Regions from separate parts of the Mus musculus genome. Here all the other regions are linked to region 3. The links are chromatin contacts, called in public HiCAR-type maps. All regions are on one chromosome and are shown on one strand. The core of a region is the stretch at or near the end of the contact, and the rest is flanking DNA. Distances in the headings are between cores, read along the strand shown. Region 1 holds the start of Fmr1os (FMRP translational regulator 1, opposite strand). Region 2 holds the start of Aff2 (AF4/FMR2 family, member 2). Region 3 holds the start of Ids (iduronate 2-sulfatase).

Region 1 (3,654 bases), core at 241-2,740, 1.7 Mb after region 3:
GATGTTACTTGATATTCAATGGTATAAAAAAACTCTCAGTAGTTCCATGAATGCCCATTTAAAACCTCAAATATAGCTCACTGTAACACCGCAAAACTCAAAGCGAATATACTCAAGTTTATGCACTTCAGCGCACAGAACAAACATTCCAAACCGTCCTGGTAAAAATTCAGTAGCAATCGTACAGTCCCCGTTAATTTCCTGAAGTTCTGTGGCACAAATTCGGGTCCTCGAGAACTTAAACACAAAGGGAAATTTAAAATAAGCAGACTTGGTAATATTTTTAGAAGCCGCGACATGCTTATCCCTGAATTGCTCCCAGTTAGAAAGAGCCTCGGAGGCCGTGGATATACCGGCTCTGGCTAGCGTTTGAAACCGCTCTCTCAGATGTCATGGTCTTTCCGAAACTTTTAGATCTAAAACCCTCCTTGGAAATTCACAAAGAGGCCACTCAAGAGCAGTTGCCATTGTGATTCCGAGCTGCCGCCCGCTTCTTACTACTCCCTGCACACCCCTCGCCCAGAACCGGGGAGCTCTCCAAAGTCTGGACTGTGGGCCGAACGCGGAGCCCAAACCTCCTAACGGCCGCCCAAGCCTCGTAACGGCCGTTCGTCCAGCAGGGCTGGCGGCGGCCGGGCTGAAGCGCCCCCGGTTCCCGCACGGCTCCCCGCGTGTCAGGCCCCGAACCCACTGGGAGAGGATTATTTGGGAAAGCTGGACTAAGCCGCTGCCGCCACTTCCCGCGGCACCGGCCCCATGGCCGATCGGATCCCCTGTCCTCGCATTCCCGCTTCGCTGACAAACTCGGCCGCTCAACCGCCCTCGGCAACCCGCGCGTTCCGCCAGGCGCCGGGGCCTCAGGCGGGAGTCGGAACGCTGAGGCGGGCTCTAGGCCCCGACTCCGCCGCTCCCTCACATCCCACAGCCCGCCGCTCCCGCCGCGCCCGAGGGGCCCGCCCGCCACCCTGGACACGAGGGAGGGAGGGAGGCCGAGGACCGGGCCTGTCCGGTAGCCGGTTACCTTGTAGAAAGCGCCATTGGAGCCCCGCACTTCCACCACCAGCTCCTCCATCTTCTCGTCCGTCCTCGCGCCGGGAGCCCGCCTCCGGGAGGTGGGCTGCAGGCGCTTGAGGCCCAGCCGCCGTCGCCGCCGCCGCCGCCGCCGCGTTACCGCACGCCCCCCGGCAGCGGCGCCGCCGTCACTGCCACCGCCCGCGCTCGCCGTCCGTTTGCTTCACTGCCCGCCCTCTCAGGCGCGGCCCCTCACCGGAAGTGAAACCGAAACGCTCCCCAGCGCCTGACTGACTGAGGCCAAGGGCTCCGCTGCGCCTCCTGTAAACAGTCAAACGATGTCACGTGACCCGCGCAGCCCCTCCCCTTTGGCCCCGCCCTCTCCGCTCCGCCCTTGCCTCCTCTCGGGCAGTGGAGCACGCGCATGCGCCCTCCTGGGTACCTGCCTCAGGGTATCAGGGCGCACCCTTTGGCGCGCGCACTTGGTGAAAGGCGGGAAAGCGTAAAGGGCAGTACTAAGTCTGGCTGCCTGTGCCCGCCGCGGGGACTAGAGGCCTCTTCCGTACAGGAGGAAGCGAGGACATGGGAAAAGGCCTCCAGTTGTCGAAAATGGGGCCCGACCAGAAGTGGAGGGGCATTGGGTAGATTTTTCACGGCACTGGCGTGGGACCTGTTTGAACTGCAAGTCGCGGCGGGAGGGAAGTAAAAAAAAAGTGATAAATTCCATTGGAGAACACTTTGATCTAGGAACAGTGATAACTACATTGACCCTGACTTCTGGGACTCTTATGGCTAGGATGCAAAATAAATCGCTCTACTACCTAGTGATTTGGGGAAGTATTGTGGGAACTTTGAGTACTTTTTAAGGGCCAATAGGGTGTGCCAGAACTTCAGGAAATGTTATCCCTTTCTCAGACAGTCCCCCTCACACTTTCCGTTCATAGTTTTACTTGGAATTCGTAATAAAAAGAGCTGACAGAGAGAGTTGAACACTTGTTAATTCCTTTTTACTCGACTTCTGCCTCTTCTACATGCCCCCTGTACCAGAGGGAGGGCATCAGTAAAGCAGTCATGGGATCTGTCTATGTGCATCATTGGGTCCTTTCCATGCAGCTCTCTGCCTTTGCCTTCTACAGCAGAACCAAAATCACCTCCCCACCCCTTTGGCCTCTGTATTGGGCTTATATCCAGCCTGACCCATGCTCCTTTAATCCAGAAGGCTTGCATCCAACTGAGAAGTTCATTGAATGCCTACCATGTGCCAAGCACTGTCCTAAGTACTAGTGAGTCCTTGGTGAGGTAGCAACAAAAAGACTGTCACTATTGAAATTGGAACCTACAGGAGTAGATGTGCAAAATTCAACTTCTCAAAACCGTAAGTGTGGAGCTGGAGAGGTGGCTCAAGGGGGTAAAACATTTGCTATGCGAGCATGAAATCCTGAATTTTCTAATTCCTAGAATCTATAGAAAGCTGGGCCTAAGTGCCTAAATAAGCACTCCCACAAAGTTGATTCCCCAGAAGTTCACAGGTCAGTGTGCCTTATCTAGTTTCGAACAACAAAAAGAGAGACTCTGGGTAGAAGGCAAGGACTGCATTAGAAGTTGTACTGTGACCCCCACACATGTTTTGTGGCATATGTGTGGCCATACTCACACACATGGATGCTACACACACATACACGCATGAAGAAGATATAAATATGGAGTCACAACTGTGATGTGGTCTATAAAGTGTGGTTATATCTTTTACAGTTGGAAATGAGCCTGTCTGTGGTGTGAGATAAGTGAGCCCGGAAGCAAGATGATTCCAACTGGAATGTGACAAGAAAGACTTATTTGGAAGTGTGCACTTGAAAGAGCAAGGGTGAGTTGTCCTAAGCAGATGGTAGAGGGCTAGGATGTGAGGCTTCCAGTTCCCAGCCTGCCTCAGCCGGAACAATATTAATGTTGTTGCAACTCCAGCTTTAAAGCAGTGGATCAAGGGCCACATTCCTTGAGGCTATGGTAAACAGAAATGACCCATTGAACTAGGATCTTTGGAGTAGCCACAATATATTAAGAATCCTGTAGGGTTGAATACAAATCTCACCATAGACCAGATGGGGCATAACATTAGCTTTAACTCCAGTGATATAAAAGGGGACATATTGATTGAGAAGATTCTATCTTCCAAGTGTAAGATATGTAGTTTTCTCAGGGCTTTCAAACATATCAGTAATTCGCAAAGGTTACTGTCCTAAGACATAGTTTCATGATGTCATGACACTGTGCATAACTTTCTTTCCCCCTTAAAGTTATTAGGTAGAGTCCGATTGTGTAATTATTTCACTTCAGTTGCAAATATTTCAGTAAGCATTTATTTCAATTCTCAGCATGCTCACCATTAGTTCTTACATGGCCCCTCTTTTGCTCATATTATTGTGTATATTACTTGTCTCATTCTACTAGAAAACAGTTGTAATGTTTGACATATCATTAATAGTTTAAGATAGTGTTTTTAAGGACAGATTTTTTTGTAGGGCAGGTTGGCCACAACTCAGAATTAGTAGAGGCTATCCTTGAATTCCCTGTTCTTTCTTTACTTCTAGTGTGCTATATGTGTATGGCTTTTGCATACACAGACGTGGTACTGGACTGTAAATC
Region 2 (3,361 bases), core at 474-2,973, 1.0 Mb after region 3:
ATTGGCCAAGCATCTGACCCTTTTTTAAAGAAGGAAATTGCCTAAAACATGACATTGACAATGGAAATCCCTGCAAAAAAAGGCACAGCATTCATGGCCAGTAGCTAGTAGTCTGAACATTGCAAAAGATTTCAAACTGTTGGTGGGCACTACAGATTATCCTCACTACATTTAAAGGGCAAGAGTGCCACTTGAAGTCTCTGCTCCTGTGGCTGCCTCCTTCCTCATCTAAACACTTGGGCATGGGCGGGGGGACTGGTACATTAAAATATTGTGACTTATAAAGAACGATAATGTTTATAGTAAATGGTGAAGTTTTTCTAAAGTTAATAGATCTGAGGAGCACTATGCATGTGCGCCTGTACATCAACACAGAGAGAAAGAACTTTCTGCTCCCCCACCCCCACCACAGTCACCTTTGCACCATGTTTCAGGATCTCTCCGCAACTTTACGGTATTTTGTTTAAAGCAGGCTAAACCTGGGGATTCTAGCTGTGTGTCCAATACACAAACCTAAGGCTGCCTCCCACTGGGAAGCCAATGGGGGTTCAGAGGCTAATTAAATGTTCATTGACTTCGGAGCTGAAGACTTTAGGGGCCAACTTCAAACACCCTTCCACTTGAAAGTCAAGCGCTAAAGGCAACTGGACTGGAGGTCCCTAGTGCAGTGGCCCCTGAAGACGCTGCTCTGAGAAGAGGAACTTAGGCTGGATAGGCATTAGGTTTTGGACCCATGCCTTTCTGGGTGGGGATTGAGGTGGCAACAGCGTGGGCGGTGGCCGCTGAGCAAGCTGAGGGTGGCCTCTGGGTACCTGGCTGTCGCTTTTTCTCCCGCCACTGGCTGCAGGCACTGGCAACTGGAAAGTTAAAGCATTTAAGACTGGATCCTACCCAATCAGCCACTGGTGAGAAAAGACCCCAGGAGGTTGTTGTGCGGGTGGGTGGCACTGAAGCTGCTATGGGCCGGCTGCAACTCTTTAGACTTGGAGTGCAAAGGGATGCTCTTGCCCACATCTTTCCCTGTCCCCGCACCTCCCCCATCCCAGCACCCGACCAAGGAGTCACTGAAGCCAAAGCTAGAGGTGTCTGGGAGCAAGTGGGAGAGTGTCCGGGGCGCCCCCCACAACAGCTCTGGCTCCTCTTAACAAAGGCGAAAAGCCCAGACCAGACCGGGGATCCCGCTCATCAAAAGAGAAGGGGAATTTTAACACCTACCACTGCTGCTCCAAGTCCCAATCCCTGAAAAAGTCGAATAGATCCATAGCGGCGGGGCGGCGGCGGCTGGCGGCCGTCTGTCCCTGCTCGCTGCGTGTCGGCGCGGCTCTGAGCTGCGCGGCTCTCTGGCTGCGGTCGGCGGCGCGGCTCTCTGGCCCTCCTACCCGGTTAAAAGTGCTGGGGCCGCATCAGCGGCAGCGGCGGGCGCCCGGGGTACCTAGTCCTGCGCTCCGGAGCAGTGGCGGCAGCGGAAGCGATGGCACCGGGCAGGCAAGAGCCTGACCTCCCGCTCTGGTCCACTCGCTCCGCGGCTGCCCGCTTGCCCAGCGCGTCCGGGCTGCGGTGGCGGCCGCTTAGAGCTGGGGTCGCCTGGGCCGCCCGCCTGGCAGGCTGCTGGCGGGTGGCGACGGCAGAGGCGGGGGCGAGCGAGGCAGTGGCAGTGGCGCGGCGCGGCAGCCGGGGCGGCAGCAGCGGCGGCGGCGGCTGCACAGGCGGCGGCGGCCGAGACAGCATCACACACTTACACACTCACAGGGGGCGGAGCCTGGACAGCTCGAAGCCGCGACATGGAGCAGACACGTTATCATCCTTGGATCTGGCAGGGGCTAGCCCCGCCCGCCCTTGCTCCTGGATGCCCCCCACCCCCTGTCAAAATCAGCTGATGGGGGCAGTTGCAGAGCTGAAGACTCAGACCTAGCCCAGGACCCAGAGGAGGTCCTGGGACCCAGACAGGGGAACACAGAAGGTGGTCTCACTGTACCAGAGTGTAGACTAGCAGAATGGGACACCCTCACCCCAACCTACCACTGGGATGTAGTATTTGCCATCAGAAAAGAGTGCACAAACTGCTGCAAGGAAGGGCTAGCGCCCTGCTGCCATTGCCTGTAGTCCCTGCCCAGACATTCTTTTCAGACCACTGGATCAAACTTTTGCGTCCCCAGCATCCCTCTGGGCTGCATCACGGGGCATGTGTGTTCAGGGAGGACAGGGCGGTCACCTTCACCATTTCTGCGGTGCTGCGCATCCCAGCCGAGTTCACGCTGCAATATCCTCTTAGGCTGAAGTAGTACTGGTCCCTCAGTAGGTCAGCAAGCTCTGGGCCCTGGATTTAGTAAGCTGCAATGGGAGGGATAAAGGGCGTCCCCTTGAGTGGTCCTTGGGATAAGTGGTTATAGTACTAGTTTCTTCCAACCTTAAGCTTTGGGCAAAAACCTCCTGCATTTTCCTTCTCTGAGAAACAGGAAAACCGCTGGGTGTGTGCCCACTATCCCACGCACCAGCTGCTTTTCTCCCTTCTGGCTTGAGAACAGTCTCTCTGCACGTGGAGGGCTTAACCACACCCCTCTCCTCCTTCCAGCTTGTCCTTCTAGTCCAGGAAAGGATGAATCCATTCCTTTAGCGAGTTCCTCAAAGGAAAAGTTTCCTCATCTACTCAAGAGAAAAAGGATATACAGGATTATAAAGGCTTGTTCAATTTGGAGTCCCAGACATCTGAATTACTTTCCTACTGTCCTTACCGGGAAGGTACAGTATTGGCACTGTGCTGAAATCCTAGGGCCAGAAGTGAGCAGAGCGGTAGACAACATTGACAAAACCTCCTAGCCTCAGTTTTCCCATCTGTACAACTAAAGTATTACCCTAGTGGCCATCAGGCTTATCCTGATCTCTTTCCTTTTCCTATTTGAATATTTGTTTTTAATCACCTCACACACTCAAAACCATCTAGATAGCCTTGCTTTTTGATCTTGACGAACTAGGAGTCCCCACTAGGTCATTTGCTCAAGATCTAACATCTCTCCTGGAGGGGAGGGAAAAAAAAAGTCAGATTGCAACCTTAAACGAGAGAAGCTGTACACCATATAACAGAAAGAACCACAGCTCTATCTTTGGATTGCTTACACCCAGGGCTTATTTATTTATTTATTTATTTAGGTAAGGGGAAGAAAGCACATTGTTGACATGGAGAAGTAAAGCTCCAAGATGCTACAATTTCTGTATTCGGTGGGACTTTACCCAATGTGTATTTTGCACGAACCCAAGTCTTCTACAGATACTAGTGAACTGACAGAAAATCAACCAATGGACAGCCAAAGGGAGACCATGTTTCAAATCAGGTTGTTAACTGGTACAGGTTGTGTTAAGTCCA
Region 3 (3,395 bases), core at 17-2,516:
GAAGTTGAGCCTCAGCTATGTTTCTGTTTGGATTTGAACCATGGCCATAATTTGTGGAAAACACTGAGGGTGTCTTTCATTGTCTTATTCCCTATGTTTCTATCTACCCTAAGCCTGGATGTGAGGGTGCTCAGAGACCTTGTTTATGAACTTGAAAAGAGTCTGCTAAAGAACTATAAACACTGTGTGTCTACCCCCTGAAGAGGTATGCCCCCCATGGACAGCCACACTGTCCCACATTTTCTAGATTAATGCCTTTGTTTAAGAAATTTAGGCTTTCATAATTTTCAGTTTTGAACAGTAATGAGGATATTAGTAGCATGTAGCATGTAGTATTGATATGAGAAGAAACTATTGCCTTTAGTTTAACATGTTGCCTAGAAGATGCCACAATATCAATATTTTTGCAATAACAAATACAAAACTTTCATCAGTGTGCTTGACATTGTGCTAGATTTTTAATGGGTGGGGGATTAGGCGTGACTCATCAATAGAGGATCTAGTTTTTCAAAGCTCCATTTGGTAGAAAGAAGACATATCCTTCTTGGTCTTCAGTCAAAAATGAGCAGTAGGTAATTGTTGCCACAGGAGTCTGACTCCCACTCACTGTGCCCATCTCTTCTCTTCTCTCCAGAATTTTCTTCCTGGCTGGCTCCAGCCACCATCACTGTCTACTACCTGCTGCGTAATTGCTGTTCTCTCTTTTTACAGACGTCAGGTGGATTGCTTCTTCCCTTCTAATATTTGTTCAACAATCACTTCACCAGTGAGGTAAAGTGATAGTGACTAAACTACCTCAATAGAAAATAATCAGACCCTTCCCCTCAGATTTATTTTGTCCAGGCACATTCTCTGAGTTTATTTTAAGCTCAATCAGAACAGGCACTGAGAACTCCAGTACTGTCAACAATGTCCGGTATACATGCATGTATGTGTGAGAGGGCACACACAAGTTGTGGTTGTGTGTGTGTGCATGCGCGTGCATGCAGTGTTTTAATAAGGATTTGTTGAGCCAATAAAGAGGAAAAGAGATCCTTTTAGGAATAAAATGGAAGTTTGCAAAGGGCTTCTTTGGAGAATGGGCTGGAAAGAAATCAAGCCCCTAGTTATCACTGCCTACTGTAAAATGTACGCAGGGAAAGCCACAGCAGCACTGTTTCCGGTTAAGGTTCTGCCCACCTTGACTGATCGTGCTCAGACGTCCGGCGCCATCAGGCTCCACCCCCGACAGGGAGGGGACAGAAGAGAGTTGCGCAAGCGCATTCGTGCTCGGGCCAGCGCCCGGGCCTTTGGGCCCGAGGCAGAGGTGTCGCGCAGTTTTCTCAGAGACTTTGGTGGTGACAGCGGCTGCAGCGGCGGCGGCGGCGGCGGCGGCGGCGGCCACTGCTACGTAATGGTCCCGCTGTAGCCTCACGCCACCTTCTTGCAAGACTGCGCCGAGGCAGAAATGTCGCCGCCGCCGCCGCCGCCTATCTGGCGGCAGCTTAGCTTCAGCTTGTTGCTAGGCTCCTTCTGCATCGCCCTGGAGTCCGCAGCGCAAGGCAACTCTGCTACAGGTGCCAATTCCTTGCTCCCTGCCTTATTCAACCTTGTCTCTGTTCCTGCTAATGTTTATTCTTCCACACATCCTATCTTCGTTTTTCATTCTTCCTTCATCATTTTCACCCACATTTCACCCCTCCCTACTCAATATCCATCTTTGCTTCCTTTCGTCGATTCTGCCCGCATTCATCTTTCTTTTTAGCCCCCGCATTCATCTTTCATCCATCCATTCCTCCTTCCTACCCCTCCTCTTCCTTTCCATCCCTTCATGTTTTTTCTTCTCTTTTTAAAAATTAATTTTGAGGATTTCATAAATGCATTTTATAACATCCCCACTGCTCCCCCTAACTCTACTCAGATGCACCCTATTCCCAAGCTCATTTACCCCCCCCCCATGATTTTATAACCCAGAGTCCAGTTTGTGCTGCCCATATGCACATGGGTGTGGAGCCATCCACTGGTGCAAATTACATCTCGCCAACAGTTCTTTCCTCTCCATCTGTCCATTTTCCTTTCTTTACCCTTCCTTCTACTCCTCCTTTCCTTTCTGCTACTGTCTTCTATCCACCCTTTTATTTTACCATCCTTCCATCTTTCCATCTGACTTCTATTCCTTCCTTCTTTGATCCCCCCTCCCATCTTTGTCTCTGTCTTTGTCTCCTTCTTCTTCACCTAGATGTGGAGACATGATTGAAACATAAGACCCTCACCTTGGATAGGGCTTTTGTGTACTCCAACCCCGCCCTTGCTGGAGCAGAGCCCTGGTCGCCCCTTTTCTGGGTGGACTGCCTTTATCCTTTCATTACCCTAGGGAGGGGGATTTTAGTGTCATTGCATATGGTATAACCAAAGCCCCTCTCTCCTGTGCAGATGCTCTGAACATCCTTCTGATCATTGTGGATGATCTCCGCCCCTCCCTGGGCTGTTATGGAGACAAGCTAGTGAGGTCCCCGAACATTGACCAGCTGGCATCCCATAGCGTTCTCTTTCAGAATGCCTTTGCTCAGGTATGTCCAAGGACCTTTAGGTATGGATATATGCCTCTTTGTGTATAGACAGTAGGGAGAAGCATGCTGCTGCTCTAGAGACCTCCTTGAAAGGGGAAAGCAGAACTTAGAAAATGAAGGCCTAGGCAAGTCTCTTCACAGACAAGGAAGCTCACATTTGCAGGATTTCCCCTCCTTCTTGGGTGGAGACAGTGCCCTGGCCCTAACACGCTTAAGACAGGCTTGGCTAGCTTTCAGCTAGAAACAGGAATTGACGGGAGCTGAAAAATCCAACCTGTGGGTCTGCCAACCGAGTTGTGGGTGGCTGAGAGTGGGCGGCTAAGAGTCAGTCCATGGCAGTTGTCCTCCCTGAACCTCCTTTTCAGGGCTACTCTCTAAGAGCATCACCCTTTCTGGGTACCTAGGGGTGACATTGCATAGGAAAACACAATTGCTGTTCTGAGAGCTTGATTGCTGTCTTCCTTTGCTGGGCAGACAATAGTCTCCAGTACCTGGGCAAGGCCCTAATCCTACTGGTTGGTTTTGACATCTACATGACTCAGCTGCCAGGCTGTTGCTGAGGATCTAGAGAGGTTGCTTAGTTACCTTGAAGACTGCAGACACATTTGGCTGTGACGTTGTTGACATTTGCTTCTGCTCCTTAACAGCAAGCAGTGTGCGCACCAAGTCGAGTGTCCTTCCTCACCGGGAGGAGGCCTGACACCACCCGCCTGTATGACTTCAATTCCTACTGGAGGGTACATTCTGGAAATTTTTCCACCATCCCCCAATACTTCAAGGAGAATGGCTACGTGACCATGTCGGTTGGGAAAGTCTTTCACCCTGGTACTGTTCAATTACTAAAAC

What was found. HiCAR-type assays count read pairs that join an accessible place to other places.
Region 1: a HiCAR-type map of astrocytes shows a contact between it and region 3, with 5 times the contacts expected there. The contact joins the promoter of Fmr1os here to the promoter of Ids in region 3. A contact is called at or near these places in 4 of 39 promoter capture datasets (cranial neural crest, frontonasal cranial neural crest, maxillary cranial neural crest and 1 more), 1 of 484 Hi-C or Micro-C datasets (CD4 T cells), 2 of 115 datasets of contacts at active chromatin or transcription factors (astrocytes and large pre-B cells) and 1 of 9 other capture datasets (adipose tissue).
Region 2: a contact with region 3 is called in a HiCAR-type map of astrocytes, with 8 times the contacts expected there. The contact joins the promoter of Aff2 here to the promoter of Ids in region 3. A contact is called at or near these places in 1 of 39 promoter capture datasets (cranial neural crest), 3 of 115 datasets of contacts at active chromatin or transcription factors (astrocytes, embryonic forebrain and stem cell-derived neural progenitor cells) and 2 of 9 other capture datasets (embryonic stem cells and liver).

The regions. Positions count from the first base shown.
Region 1 is chrX:68,676,235-68,679,888 of GRCm38.p6, reverse strand. Fmr1os (FMRP translational regulator 1, opposite strand) reads left to right here and starts at 1,490. Exons shown (of 4, transcript NR_033481.1): 1 at 1,490-1,709; 2 at 2,764-2,875. Fmr1 (FMRP translational regulator 1) reads right to left here and starts at 1,348. Exons shown (of 17, transcript NM_008031.3): 1 at 1,022-1,348. The coding sequence starts at 1,072.
Region 2 is chrX:69,358,693-69,362,053 of GRCm38.p6, reverse strand. Aff2 (AF4/FMR2 family, member 2) reads right to left here and starts at 1,723. Exons shown (of 20, transcript NM_008032.3): 1 at 1,216-1,723. The coding sequence starts at 1,262.
Region 3 is chrX:70,362,956-70,366,350 of GRCm38.p6, reverse strand. Ids (iduronate 2-sulfatase) reads left to right here and starts at 1,266. Exons shown (of 9, transcript NM_010498.3): 1 at 1,266-1,556; 2 at 2,413-2,549; 3 at 3,197-3,374. The coding sequence starts at 1,448.